Regions from separate parts of the Sus scrofa genome. Here region 2 is linked to region 1. The links are chromatin contacts, called in public promoter capture Hi-C maps. All regions are on one chromosome and are shown on one strand. The core of a region is the stretch at or near the end of the contact, and the rest is flanking DNA. Distances in the headings are between cores, read along the strand shown. Region 1 holds the start of MDM2 (MDM2 proto-oncogene). Region 2 holds the start of YEATS4 (YEATS domain-containing protein 4).

Evidence for each region. Promoter capture Hi-C pulls out the DNA fragments that hold promoters and counts their contacts.
Region 2: a promoter capture Hi-C map of liver shows a contact between it and region 1, with 2.3 times the contacts expected there. The contact joins the promoter of YEATS4 here to the promoter of MDM2 in region 1. A contact is called at or near these places in 1 of 5 promoter capture datasets (liver), 1 of 47 Hi-C or Micro-C datasets (brain) and 1 of 2 datasets of contacts at active chromatin or transcription factors (alveolar macrophages).

The regions. Positions count from the first base shown.
Region 1 is chr5:33,102,235-33,109,588 of Sscrofa11.1, forward strand. MDM2 (MDM2 proto-oncogene) reads left to right here and starts at 3,484. Exons shown (of 11, transcript NM_001105303.1): 1 at 3,484-3,839; 2 at 4,573-4,657. The coding sequence starts at 4,577.
Region 2 is chr5:33,624,030-33,631,383 of Sscrofa11.1, forward strand. It overlaps YEATS4 (YEATS domain-containing protein 4), which reads left to right and starts at 2,787. Exons shown (of 7, transcript XM_021091975.1): 1 at 2,787-3,063. The coding sequence starts at 3,013.

The DNA of each region.
Region 1 (7,354 bases), core at 2,234-4,733:
GATCCTTAACCCACTGAGTGAGGCCAGGGATCAAACACACATCTTCATGGATACTGGTTGGGTTCTTAACCTGCTGAGCCACAATGTGAACTCCTCAGTAAACCATTCTGTAAGCAGACGTGCTGTCATCTAGGCACTGCTGTTCCCTTTATAGAGCACAAGCAGAGTAGATGAGCATAAATCTGAAGGAGTCTAGGAATCTTGGAATGGTAAATGAGAATTGGCTTCAAATTCAGGTCAACAGCTGCATAATAACTCCTAGCAAGAGATCCAGCCTGTCCTTTGAAGCTTCGAAGGCAGGCATTGGCTTCTCCTCTCTGGCTATGAAAGTCCTAGATGGCATCTTCTTCCAATAGAATGCTGTCTTGTCTGTGCTGAAAAATCTGTTGTTTGGTGTAATTACCTTCATTAATGATCTTAGCTAGATCTTCTGGATAACTTGTTGGAATGTCTGCATCAGCACTTGCTGCTTCACCTTGCACTTTTATATTTTGGAGATGGTTTCTTTCCTTCAACCTCAGGAACTAACCTCTGCCAGCCTCAAACTTTTCTTCTGCAACTTTTTTTTTTTTTGGTCTTTTTAGGGCCGCACCCTCGGCATATAGAAGTTCCCAGACTAGGGGTCTAATTGGAGTTGTAGCTGCCAGCCTATGCCACAGCCACAGCAACAGGGGATCCAAGCCGCGTCTGCGGCCTCCACCACAGCTCACGGCAACGCTGGATCCTTAATCTACTGAGCGAGGCCAGGGATTGAACCACATCTTCATGGATAGTAGTCAGATTTGTTTCCCCTGAACCACAACGGGAACGCCTCATCAGGTTTTTTAAGCATGGAGCCAGCCATGACTTTGATAGTTCTGTCTCCTGCCTGCACTTCAATTCCACATTTTCTACCACTGAACTCTTTGTTCTGTGGTTCATCATCCAAAACTCAGCAACTTGCTCAACTTTTCATTTCCTCCAGACTTTTGGTCAGCAATATCATTATTCTCTTTGGCTAGAAATTTAGTGTCATCCTGCCAGGTTTTGGGACAGCAGAGTATGACCCCTTGTTCACCCATAGGGGCCTTGGGAAGTGCTTGGTACTCTCAGTAAATTTTCACTATCAGTTCCTTGAAAGATAGATTTCTTGCCTCATCCATCTCTTCCCCCAACACTCTAAATCCCATCACTCTTCCTTCATTTCTGCCTTTCATTTCTGGTTTCCTTAGAAAAGGACTAATCCTATCCATTCTGTCCTTTGTTTCTCCTCTACTAATTCTGCCAAGAGGATTTTTTCAAAACAGGGCCAAAGAGAAGGGGGAAAGTTGGTCCAGAGGAGGCTGGCCAGACTTCTTATAAATTTGCTCATGGTGGTGCCGTTAACAACAGTTTCAAGCAATTTTACCTGCATATATCCTCCCCCTCTGTCCACTGCCTACACTGTCCAAAGCCCAGATTCCTTTGCTTGACTTTTCTTTCTTTTTTTTTGCTTTTTAGGGCCATACCTGCCGCATATGGAAGTTGTTCCCCGGTTAGGAGTCAAATCAGAGCCACAGCTGCAGGCCTACACCACAGCCACAGCAGTGTGGGATCCGAGCTGCGTCTGCAACCTACACCACAGCTCACGGCATGGCCGGATCCCCCACCCACTGAGCAAAGCCAGGGATCGAACCTGCATCCTCATGGATACTAGTCGGATTCATTTCTGCTGCACCACAACAGGAACGCCTCCTTTGCTTGAAATTTAAGGAACCTCAATTTCTTATTTTTTTTTTTCTTTTTCTTGGTTTTTATGCAAGTCAAACTTACTTCCTCTTTTTCAAACAGCCCTTTACTTTTTTGCTTCTGGACTTTTTGGGTAATATTTTTCTTGTGCCTGGAATATTCTCCTCTGTCTTAAATTGTCTTACTATCCTTCAAGGCACAAGATATTGTCTGATTCTCTCTGAGACTCTTGTGAACTGCCCAGATATTTGCTGAGCAACTCTGTTTTTGAAATCGTATAGCACATAACTAACTGCTCCTTCCAAGTTGCATAATTTATCTTTTCATGCTATTTTCTCCATTTCTTGAGATTTTCTTTTATCCTGCGGCAAGCATACCCTTTTACAACCAGAAACCTCACTATATTTGATCTGATATTTTTTTGAGCTAAACCAGATCCCTGAAGATAAGATTAGCAATTAAATTAATCAATTAAGTGACCACTATGTTTAAGGAAGATTCCTTTCTAGTAGGCTAGGGCATGGAAGAAGGGAAAGATACACTATTTTTAATGGCCCCACCCCCAGCATATGAAATTCCCCTGCCAGGGATTGAATCAGAGCTAGCCATAGCTGTGGCATCCCAGGATCTTTTAACTCACTTGGGCAAAGGGTGGGGGCATTGAACCCGAGCCTGGGCAGAGACCACAGCTGCTGTAGTCAGACTCTTAACCCATGTGCCATAGAGGGAACTCCAGGAAAGATAATTTTATTAAACAATTCCTCCTTCATAAAGAACTCACTTTTTCCTGGCCCAAAAAGAAGCTGTTCTTTGCAGTGACTGCTTTTTGGGTTGTACCAGCTCAATTCTCGTGTCCTGGCTCATTTCGGAGACTGCTACACCTATGTGCCAAAAGTGGCAAGTAAGTGAGTCAGTACTGAGTGCCTAATATATAAATAGATTTTTTTTTTTTTGCTTTTTAGGACCACATCTGTGGCATATAGATGTTCCCAGGTTAGGGGTCGAATGGGAGCTGCTGCAGCTGCCGGCCTACACCACAGCCACAGCAATGCCAAATCTGAGCCACCTCTTTGATCTACACCACAGCTCAAGGCAATGCTGGATCCTTAACCCACTGAGGCCAGGGATTGAACCTGCATCCTCATGGATAATAGGTTTGGTATGGCTGAGCCAGCACAGGAACTCCTAAATGCCTAAATAGATATTTTTAATGGGAGTGAATGCATACATTATATAAACAAACCTAAATATTCTAAACGCTTAAAGTAGAAAGTGACCCTTCTTTATCTCCCGCCCCTTCTGTAACGGTAACCACGAGTCTTATTCCTCCGGCTAGAATATTGAATACATCCCTGAGCAAGCCCATATTGTGCTATTTTTAATCATACTTTTAAAAAAGTTTTGAAATAGGTCATTTTTATACAACTCCAGCAGCTGGCGGTGCGGGCTTAATATATCACACAGCTGTTAAATTTGGTTTCTTTTTCGGTAGCAGCACTTAGATACCCATCTGCCTGAGTTTCCACCGCAGTGGGGAGGTGTAAACACACGAAATACAAAAATAGCAGAAGGATAGTCTCAAGCTTGGCGCGCGGAACCAGGTGGTGGCGGGAAAGACCAGGGCGGAGCTCAACCCAAGGGAACTCGCCCCTCTCCAGCTGCCCAGGCCGAGCGCCGAGCTTCAGAACCGCCCCCTTCTCCAGGCAGCCCGCCCCAGCCCCGCCCTCAGTGGGCGGAGGCGGTGGAACCTTGACGCGCGCGCAAACGGCCGGATGGGCCGCGGCTTCCGGCGCGCTGGGCTCGGACAGTAGGGGGCGCGCAGCTGGCGCACTTCAGCCAGCTCGGCACCTTCTGGGGCCTGTGCGGCTCGGTGTGACTGGAAAGAAAATGGAGCAAGAAGCCTAGGCCGAGGGGTAGCCCTCACCCCTCTGATCGAGGTCCTGCCGCTTACGCCGCCAGGAGCCTCCTTCCCCGGACCTAGTGCGTTCGAGTGCCCCGGTGGCCTGGGCCTCGCGAGTGGAATGGTAGCCGAGGCCCAGGGCCTCGGGTTTCGGGGCACCCCGTGAAGGGAACTGGGGAACCTCGCGGGACTCCCCCCGACTCCAGGAGCGGAAAACCCCAGCGAGCTGCAGGTATCGACCTGGAAGCGTGTGGGCAGTTCTGGGTTTGCTCTGTGACTTGGGTCTTCCGACTCGCTCTCGTCCCTCGCCTCTGTCCGCACGGCGCCTTTGTGCATTTCGTGGTGGGGGGCTCGGGGCACGTGGGTGTGTGAAGGTTTTGTTGGAAGGGGCCGAGGACGGCGTCGCTGGGGAGGTGGGCGGGGTTTCGGGCCGGCGCTCCTAGCGGGCGGGGGGAGCGGGGGGGGGCTGGGAGGGGGGCTCCGCCGACAGCTGGGATAAAGGTCACGTGTGCGGGGGGCGCTGCCTGGCGGCCGGCAGCTTCCCGGCCGGGGGTCAAAGTAATGACAGGTGCCTGTTCGGTAGCTCGTATGAACCGGGAGCTGAGTCTGGGCGAGACTGGGCTGGTTCTGTGGGCAGGTTGACTCAGCTTTTCCTGTTGGGCTGGTCAAGTTCGGACAAGTTCCTAAGTCTGCAGTAGAAGGAGCTAAGCCCTGACTTGTCTCCAGTTGGGGCTATTTAAACCGTGCCTTTCCCCAGCTGTATTCAGTGGCTGTTGGAGAGCGATACCTGTGGTCTTCAACGCGTAGCAAGTACTTTATGCTGATCCAGGTGAGGACCCACTTGCTAAGGGCTTTACTTTGAGTAAAGCATTATGTGTCTCCTTTTTATATGATTTTTGTCTTTTTTCACAGGTGTTTCATTATTTCAAGTTTTTATCGTGTTTTTTTTTTTTCCCTATTCTTAGGCAAATGTGCAATACCAACATGTCTGTGTCCACTGATGGTGCTGTAAGCACCTCACAGATTCCAGCTTCGGAACAGGAGACCCTGGTTGGTATTTTTGTCTCCAGTGTAACGTCAAAAGTTTTTTTTTTTTAAATCTTATAAGGTGATTAGCTAAATTCCATAGACCCAATGACAGCCTGGCTCTTTAGGTAAAATTGCGGTACATTGCTTAAGTTCTGCCACTCAGGCATAGTTGTCAAGCAAAAGTTAACTGTCAGACTCAGTATTTATCTTCTTGGCTTTTTACCACACTGGATTTAGAAGTTAGTTTCATTACATTCTTAAGCATGGATGCTGAAGTTGTTTATTTTTTGAGGGATATTTTTTTTCTATTTTGACCTATCAGTATTTAACTTTTAAAATGGTTTCTAAAAGTCACAGAAATAATTCATGCTTGTGAAGATACAGGCATTACAGGAAAGTGCAGTGTAAAAACTGAAAATTCCAGTCTTCTCTTTTGACCATGTCTCCTTTTTAGATCTTTTTTGTGTGCATACCCATGTAATATATGCACATATGAGTTTTAATCTGTGTTCTTTATGTTTTACTATAATGGGATTAAAGGTGTTTGGCAAATAGCATCTATTATCAGTAAGTAAACTCTGCAGAATTTTTTTTAACAGCTGTATGCTAATCCGTAGTATTAGTATGTCATTTTAAAATTTATGATCGATTTTAAATTGCCTTTAGTTGTTTTTTGTTTGTTTGTTTTTGTCTTCCCATTGGCATATGGTGTTCCTAGGCCAGAGATCAGATCTGAGCTTCAGCTGCAGCCTGTGCCACAGCTGGGGAAATGCCAGATCCTTAATCCACTGTGCCAGGCCAGGCTGGGGATGGAACCTGCATCCTAGTGCTCCTGAGATGCGTCTGATCCTGTTGCACGCCACATTGGGAACTCCCACCTTTAGTTTTTGATGATTACAGATAGTGCTGCTTTGCGCATGTCTTTAACACAAGTGTTATGTGAATATTTCTGTCAGAGAGACTTTTATACACATAGAACTCCTGGGTCCTAATTGTACACATTTCATTGCTGCTGATAACATGCTAACCAAAAGATTGTAATAGTTTTCCCCCCTCTGCCAAAATTGGATATTATCACTTTATTATTACTTTGCCTTTTTTGGGGCAAAAGATATTATATCATTGTTTAAGTTTGTATTTCCCTAATCTCTGGTGAGGTTGGGCATCTTGTCATTTGTTTCTTTTGGGATTTGTGTCTTATTCACTCTTTTCTTTTAGGCGTATTTTTTTCTTAGTAATTTGTATTCTCTGTGTTTCAAGTGTATTTAATTTATATCATTTACAAATGTTGTAATTAAACTTTGCTTATGTGGTCTTTTTCTCATTGAGAACATTTTTATAAAGTCAAGTTTGACTTTTGTTGGCTTTTAAAATTTCATATCATGCTTTGGAAGAACTCTCATACCAAGATTATACAAATATATTACTCTATTCTAATATTTAAGGTTTTTACATCTAGGTCTTTTCTCATCTGGAATTTTTTGTTGTTGTTCTTAAATGTAAGATTAAGAATGGTATTCTTGGAGTTCCCATCGTGGTGCAGTGGTTAACAAATCTGACTAGGAACCATGAGGTTGCAGGTTCAATCCCTGGCCTTGCTCAGTGGGTTAAGGATCCAGTGTTGCCATGAGCTATGGTGTAGGTTGCAGACGCGGCTTGGATCCCACGTTGCTGTGGCTGTGGTGTAGGCCGGCAGCTGTAGCTCTGATTCAACCCCTAGCCTGGGAACCTCCATATGCCGCGGGAGCGGCCCTAGAAAAGACCAAAAAAAAGAATGGTATTCTTTCTCATAGTTATGAATGTGTGTCTTCTAAGTCTTAATAGAAGCTAATGGCTTTCTAGTGCAGCTTTTTACTTTGAGTTGTTTTATGTAGTTTGAAGTTAATATAGCATATATAAAATTTTAGGAGAAAAAAATTAACTTTATGTTTTTTGGGCGAATTCATTTTTTGAATAGCTTGAAAGTAAAATGCATACATAAGCACTTAAGAAAAAAATGGGTGATCGAAACAATTAATGGCTTATACTACATTTGTTGTGTTTTAAATTTTTCAGTTACTAAATAATATTTCTGTTGATTGGCTAGAAATAGACAATTTTCTTTTTTTTCTTTTTTCTTTTCTTTTTTGGCCACACCTGTGGCATGTGAAAGCTCCCAGGCCAGGGATGGAGCCTGCTCTGCAGTTGTGACCTGCACCACAGCTGTGGCAATGCCGGATCCTTAACCCATTGCATCACAAGGGAATGTCTGGCAATTTTCTTAAATCTAGTTTTAAGAGTTAGATTCCCAAACTGGGTTGCTGTCAGATTTCAGAAGTTGGGACAGGAATATATTAAAGGGAGATACAGAGACACCAGTCTGTGTAGGGGTGGCAAGCTGTACAGATACTTGAGTTTTCAAGGTTTTGATACAGCAGCAGAGTAGGACAAGGAGCATAAACACATTATAGCCCTGCCCTCTTGCCAGTTATTTCTCAGTAAAACTTTAAAAGCCTCTAGAACAGAGTCAGGCAAACTATAGCCTATGGACCAAATTTGGCCTGTTGCCTACTTTTGTAAATAAAGTTTTATTGAAATGCGGCCACACACATTGGTTTACCTGTTATTTATGTTTCTGTGAGAAAACCTTTGAAATACTTATCTGGGTATTTATAAAGAAAAAATTAACTCCTGATCTAGTTGGGTGGTTCCTTGAATACAGGTCACATGTCTTATTTG
Region 2 (7,354 bases), core at 1,537-4,036, 520 kb after region 1:
ATCACACATGGCACCTTTCCCCCAAATCCATCCTTCCAATGTAATTATATATACTTTTTTAGATCAACACTGAGTATTCACTAGCCATAAATACAATTACCTTTTCCTCTTATACAAGATTTTATTTTCCCTAGAGCTAATAATTGCATGAGTCTTAAATTGGCTTTTCTGGGTATTTATCGTTAGTTCAGCTCTCAAACTCAAGGTCCTTTTTTTTCTTTGAGGTATGATTGATGTACAATGTTATATGTTTCAAGTGTACAACATAATGATTCACAATTTTTAAAGGTTATATTTCATTTATAGTTATTATAAAATATTGTATATATCCCCTGTGTTGTACAATACATCCTTGTGGCTTATGTATTTTATACTTAGTAGCTTAGACCTCTTATTCCCCACTGCTATCCAGGTTGTCCTATTTAAATCTCCTCTCAGATCTTCAGACACAGCTAGAAAATTCACCAGTCTCATCTTTCTGAGTTTTTTTTTCATTTCCACTACAATAGTTTTAATTTGCAGCAGCTCTCATTCTCTGAATATCCTTTTTTTCCCTTGTTTTGTGTCATGTTTATTATTATTTTATCTGTATATAGTATTAATAATCATTTGGGTTTCTTTTGGTTTTAGTTGACTTCTCTATATTTCCTCTGATCTGCCACTTTGCTTGTTTATTTTGGATTATATCTTTCATATTAGAGGCGTTTCTCAGTTATTTGGTAATCATTGGTTAAATTTAGGACTGGAAAACTAAAAAAATAATTTGACATTCCAAGGGTCTCTGTGGATTTGACCACATGCACTTTGCAGAAGGACGATCAAGTTGGCTGAGTCAGTTTTGTTGAGGATCCTTAGATCTCTCCTCTCAGGCTGGTCAGATTTTCCAGAGAAGCCTCTTTCTACTTCTCTACTAGGAAACAAAGGCCTGGTTGTCAACATTTTAAGAGTTAAGTGAGAGACAAAGGTCTTAGTACCTGGTACGTGTTTGGTTAATCTACCTATTTTCTGTATGGTGTTCCTCTCTCAACTCTGGTGATCCTCAATGCAGAGACCCTGCTTTAACCCTGTCCTATCCCTTGGGAGTAAATAAGGGATAATTGCTCAGGTCTAAGGACCTAAATATTTCTTAAACAGAGTCCCAGTTTTTCGTTGCTGTTGTTGATTTGTTTTTTGCTTTCTTGCTAGTTCCTCTTCTCCTCTTCCCTCCCCTTACTTTCAGAGATCCCTACAACCACAAATTCTTGAGGCTTTTAGGGGGTTTCTGCAGTGTGAACGGGTAGCTTATTACCTCTGACTGCTCAGCTCTCCAAGCTGCCCTCCAGATACCACTTGCCTTTTGTATTCCAGATTTCAAGATATTGTTTCTCCCATTCTCCCCATCCTTAGAGGATTATGCCTTTTGGAAAATCTCTTGACTTATTTTAAAGGAGTTTTGGGAAAAGGTAAAAGATATGTATTCAATCCATTAACTTTCCCCAAAAGTTATCAATGTGTTTTACATATTTGATTAATTTTATTTTATTAAATGTTATTCTGCCTTAAAAAATACTTAGGGTAAAAATTTTTTTATTTCCTTTTTAAAATTTTTAAGCAAAGAATTAAAATTTCCTTGAGAAACAGGAGGAAAACAGAAATAGGAAAGATGGAGAGATCATTTTAAAGAGCAAATTTGGGTTTCAGAGATCACATTCTGAAAGCCATGATTTGAGAAAGGTGAAGTTCAGGAGAGGGAATAGAAGACAAAAAATCCTGTATTATGTTGTGAAGGATGTTGTTTGACAGCGTGCTTTAATAAGACCTCACTGATTTCAACCACCTTTGGGGGAAAAAAAAAAAAAGCATGTGGAAACAATGGAAATGTTGACAGCCTGTTCAAAATCGACTTTAAAAGATAATTCAGAGATAGAGCCATGCAGGATTAAAGATGTGTTTGGTTGGGTTTTGGTAGGAAAGATTTAAGTTTGTTTAACACTTCTTAAGAAAAAAAGCCAAAGAAAAAAGACTTAAGATACAGGGTGGAGTGGAGATAGTTAATAAGGCAAAATCCTTGAGAAAGGGAAAGAGAATGAGATGGAGATTAGAGACGAAGGAGTGATTTCAAACTGGAAGAAAACTGCCCCTTGAACAGAAAAGAAAGGAAGGGAGGGTGGATATTGGACAAATCAAAGCTTGTGTTTAGGTCTGGTGTCATCGCGTTCCGCTTTCTCTGTGAAATAAGATGCAAAGTTATCTGATCAGAATGAGAGGGTTGGTGTTAAGGTAGGAAGCTTGAGGAGCCTAAGGAAAAGTTTAGGATAGCTTCTAGTTTAAAATAAAAGAAAAAGAACATCTGACCAGCACCTACTACTTTGAATTAGAGATAATTTAGCACTTCACTAACCTGCAAAGTAGTTAGTACCACATAAAGGTACAGGGTGGAGAGGCTTGTGCCATCCGAGAATCTAAACAGAGTAGAAAAGGAAAGAGAGGAAGGATGGAGTAAATAAAAGAAATTAATGGTTCATGCACGGAAGGCAGAGAGGACTGGACGAACACAACTAAAAACTGTGGGTGGGCGAGATTTCATGAATTTAATTTCAGAACTCTAATGTTCTGGCGATGGCAAAGCACTGCCTCGATAAGAATGTTCCTCTGTCCTTACGAAGCTAGGTGGTCTGGGACGGCGACAGAGTGCATGGAGATTTCCCGGATCCTCTAACCCGGACAACCAGAACCCCCGCGCGCCGCGGGAAAGGGCAGCGGCCCGGCGCGTGCGCAGTGTGCACGACCTCCTCGCGCCTGCGCACGCGGTTCCGCTCTCCACCCGCACCGGGCTGAATGGGCTTCCGGGACGCCGCCCGCCGTGAGGAGTTGGCGGATCCTCAGCGCCCCGAGCCCCTGTGACTCGCCCTCCTTCGGTCAGAAACCCTCCTCCCGGGCCCGCGCGGGAGGAGCGGGACCTCTGAGGGGAGCGGCGAGCCCGCCGGCCCCGGTCTCTTTCCCTGGCGGAGGCGGCTTCTTCCGTAGGACAATATGTTCAAGAGAATGGCCGAATTTGGGCCTGACTCCGGCGGGAGAGTGAAGGTCAGTGCGCGGCCCGCGCCTACCCTCCGGGATGGCTCTCTCGCCCCGGCTCCTCCCAGCGCGACCGGGGGAGGGCCCGCTTGTTCCCTCTCGCGCCTTCTCGCCTCGGGCGGGAACCACGGTTTCCGGGCGGACGGCGAGTCCAGGCCCCCGAGGGATAACCGTGGTTTCATTGGGCCCCAGCTGAACGCGTCACCGCCACCCTCCCGTCCCCGCCAAGAAACAAACTTAGTCAGTGGTCAGGCGGGAGAGCTGGACACTGTTGCCGGGAAACAAGCCCGGGGTAGGAGGCCCTGGATTGCTGCTCCTTCACTGACAGCCTGGGTCAGCTGTATAGGGCGGGGTGGGAGGGGTGTGGGGGTGGGTACCACCTATTTTGAGGATAATAACTATAACAAATATTTCATACGCACTTGCTTTGCTAAGTAAGCACGGTGGAGAAACGCTTTACCCGATTCTCTGATTCAGCCCCTACACCAACCTTACAGAGGCAGTATTACCCCCAGTATTTACAAGTGCGGTAAGCGAAGAATTGGGGAATAGAAAAATTAAGAACACTTATCTAAGTTCATGGTGTTCTTAAAGCTCCAGAGGTGTGGCCGAGATACTAATCAAGGTATGCAGAGAACATAACACTGCCTGGCACATAGGGACCATTCAGTACGGGCTAGCGTCTTAGTTTTTAATTCAAGTTATCATAAAGCCTACGGTGATGTTTGATACTGGACACATTTCCTTTCCACTCTCCTACATCTTTTGGCACGTTAATTTTTTATGACAGACGAACTGGTTCCTGATATATATATTTTTACCCCTTCTGTTTTTGTTTGTTTGTTTTAATGGTGTTACTCCTACTTATGGAAGTTCCTGGGCCAGGGGTGGAATCCCAGCAGAAGCTGTGGCAACGACTTTAACCCACTGCCTGGAGCTGAGGATTGAACGCTTGCCTCCGAATCTACCCAAGCAGTTGAATTCTTTTTTTTTTTTTTTTTTTGTCTTTTTGCCATTTTCTTGGGCCGCTCCCACGGCATATGGAGGTTCCCAGGCTAGGGGTCGAATCGGAGCTGTAGCCACCGGCCTACGCCAGAGCCACAGCAACGCGGGATCCGAGCCGCATCTGCGACCTACACCACAGCTCAGGGCAACGCCGGATCGTTAACCCACTGAGCAAGGCCAGGGATCGAACTCTCAACCTCATGGTTCCTAGTCGGATTCGTTAACCACTGAGCCAAGATGGGAACTCCGCAGTTGAATTCTTAACCCACTGTGGCCACAGCAGGAACTCCCCGGTTCTGATTTTTATTTACTGTAGAAAGTAAATTTTTCTTTAAAAAGAAATCACTTACTTTTGCACCAATTTAGTTGATCTAGGGTTTTGTTGTTGTTGTTGTTGTTTTTCTTTCTTTCTTTCTTTTTAGGGGCACACCTATGCACCTAGGGCATATGGAAGTTCCCAGGCTAGGGGTTGAATCAGAGCTGTGGGTGCTGGCCTACGCCACAGCCACACAGCCACAGACAGATCCGAGGTGCATCTTTCACCTATACTGCACTTTGCAGCAAGGCAGGATGCTTAAGCTACTGAGAAAGGCCAGGGATTGAACCCACATCCTCATGGATATTAGTGGGATTCTTAACCTGCTGAGCTACATTCTTAACTCACTGAGCCTAGGTTTTTGTTTTGTTTTGTTTTAAGCCTTTCTCTGTATCATATTGTTTTCACATAGTGTTATGCTGTGTATGCAATTATCATACACAGTGTTTTAATACTTCTTGTAAAGTGGGAGTACTTTGGAAGTTGCAAAAGCTACTGAAATTTAATGGAAGAGGAAAGAGATGCCAGGTAAAATTCATAGTCTCAGAAGCTTCATAAGTGTATTCATTTTGCCCATGCTTTTGGGTAAGGTTTTGGACTCATAAGAAAGTGTGAATGAACAGAGGATTGTATCACTAGATTTTGGAGGAGAACTTCAAGAAGTTTTTCTGTAATCATGTAGGGTTCTAGTAAGTCCAAAGTGATTTGAGCAGATTAAGTCTGTAGTCCTTAAATGCTTTTCCACCAAAAATGGATGTGAGTTAGTCACAGAAAACTCTGCAGTTAGGGACTTATTTCTCCTTGCTGATTGTTATGTGGTCTTATAAGCATTTTTTTCTCCAATTTAGACCAATTTCATCCAAGTAGAAAATTTGTCAGTGGATAAACCCTCTTTTCATCACTGAGGAATTCTGCAAGTTCCCAGCAACACTGTAGCAGCTGTGGGATCTCTTATCTTTTCACCATGTCAGTGCTCTTTGTACTTACTCATTCAGGCCTTGAAACTGAGGCCCCATCTTTGGATGCCACAAGTGCACTTGCCGTGATTTTTTTTGTGGTGGTGGGGAGTTCCTGGCCAGGGATCGCATCCGACCTGTAACAATGCCAGATCCTTAACCTGCTGCACCACAGTGGGAACTCCCACTGTGATTTTTTTTTTTTTAAGGGCTGCACCCAGGACTTATAGAAGTCCCAGGGTAGGGGTCTAATTGGAGCTACAGCTGCTGGCTTACACCAGAGCCACAGCAACATGAGATCCGAGCCGTGTCTGCAACCTACACCACAACTCACCACAATGTGAAATCCCAGACCCACTGGGCAAGGGCACGGACCTAACCTGCATCCTCACAGGTGCTAGTCAGATTCATTTCTACCACGCCACAGTGGGCATTCCCCACTGTGATTTTTTTTTTTTAGTTTGCATACAAAAGCTGCTTGCCCTCTTCCGAACTAACTTTAGGCTATTAAGTATTGAATTTATTTATTGTGAATTATCTGGTCACAGTGAAAACTTTTTCTATTTGTTTACTCCCTTTCCTCATTTCTTATTAATTGTTGATTACATCAGCACTGCCCTTTTCACATATGATGTATGACTTACAACATTCTTTTTTTTTTTTTTTTTTTTTTTCATTTTGCCTTTTCTAGGGCCGCTCCCACAGCATATGGAGTTCCAGGCTGTGGCCTCATTGGAGCTGTAGCCGCCGGCCTATGCCACAGCCACAGCAACGCAGGATCCTTAACCCACTGAGCAAGGCCAAGGATTGAGCCTGCAACCTCATGGTTCCTAGTCGGATTCGTTAACCACTGCGCCACAATGGGAACTCCTCAGCATTCTTAATGTTGAACAACTGGTCTCAAATTCATGTGCAACATTCAGCATTTTCTGTTTTCTTCCTATCATAATTTGTCAACATTCACTGCTTTTGCACTTAGCAGATGTGATGAGAAACATGTATATCTCAGAAGAGCACAAATGGAGCAAAAATACCATCAGCCAGTGTTTACCAGGCTCAAGTCATATAAGTGACTCTTTATCATTATCTGAATCCAAATGTAATTTTTTTTTTTTTTTTGCTTTTTAGGGCTGTACCCATGGCATATGGAGGTTCCCAGGCGGCTAGGGGTCTAATCAGAGCTACAGCTGCCAGGCTACACCACAGCCACAGCAACGCCAAATGTAATATTTAACGTGTTTATTTAAATCGATTTTTTAAAGCCCTTTCTAAGTGTGGCTATTTTTGAAATTGTGGGTTTGAATTGCTAATTTTAGTTACAGTTTTGGTAATACAGATTCAAGTAAACACAAGTAATAAAATGAAAGTGTTTGTCCATATTCTACCTAGAAGCCTCTTCCAAACTGCTTTAGTTTTTTTTTTTTTTTTTTTTTTTTTTATCTTTTTGGGGCCACACCTGTGGCATATGGAAGTTCCCAGGCTAGGGGTCCAAATCAGAGCTGCAGCTGCCAGCCTACACCACAGCAACACCAGATTTGAGCTGTGTCTGTAGTCAGTACCTCAGCTTGCAGCAACACCAGATCTTTAACCACTGAGTGAGGCCAGGATCAAACCTGCATCCTCGTGGACACAGTGTTGGATTCTTAACCCACTGAGCCACAAGGGAAGTCCCCAAACTGCCTTTAATTTTTGTACTGTGCTTTGGAAAACCCTGCTATAAGCTGATAAAAGGCATTACCATTAGGTGATAGCATTCAAAGGTAGCAACTGTTACTCTAGACCTCACTTTAAAGTTTATAAATAAAGAGCCTTTTCTGTTTCTTTAAACAAAGCAAGACAAAATAATCTCACCTCTCTTGGAGTTCCATGGTGACCTAGCAGTTAAGGGTATGGTGTTGTCACTGCTGTCACTTGCTCACTGCTGTGACATAGGTTTGAACCTTGGCCCAGGAACTTCTGCATGTCTCGGGCTCAACTAGAAAAGAAACCCAACTCTTGAAGTACTTTATATGATTTAAATAGA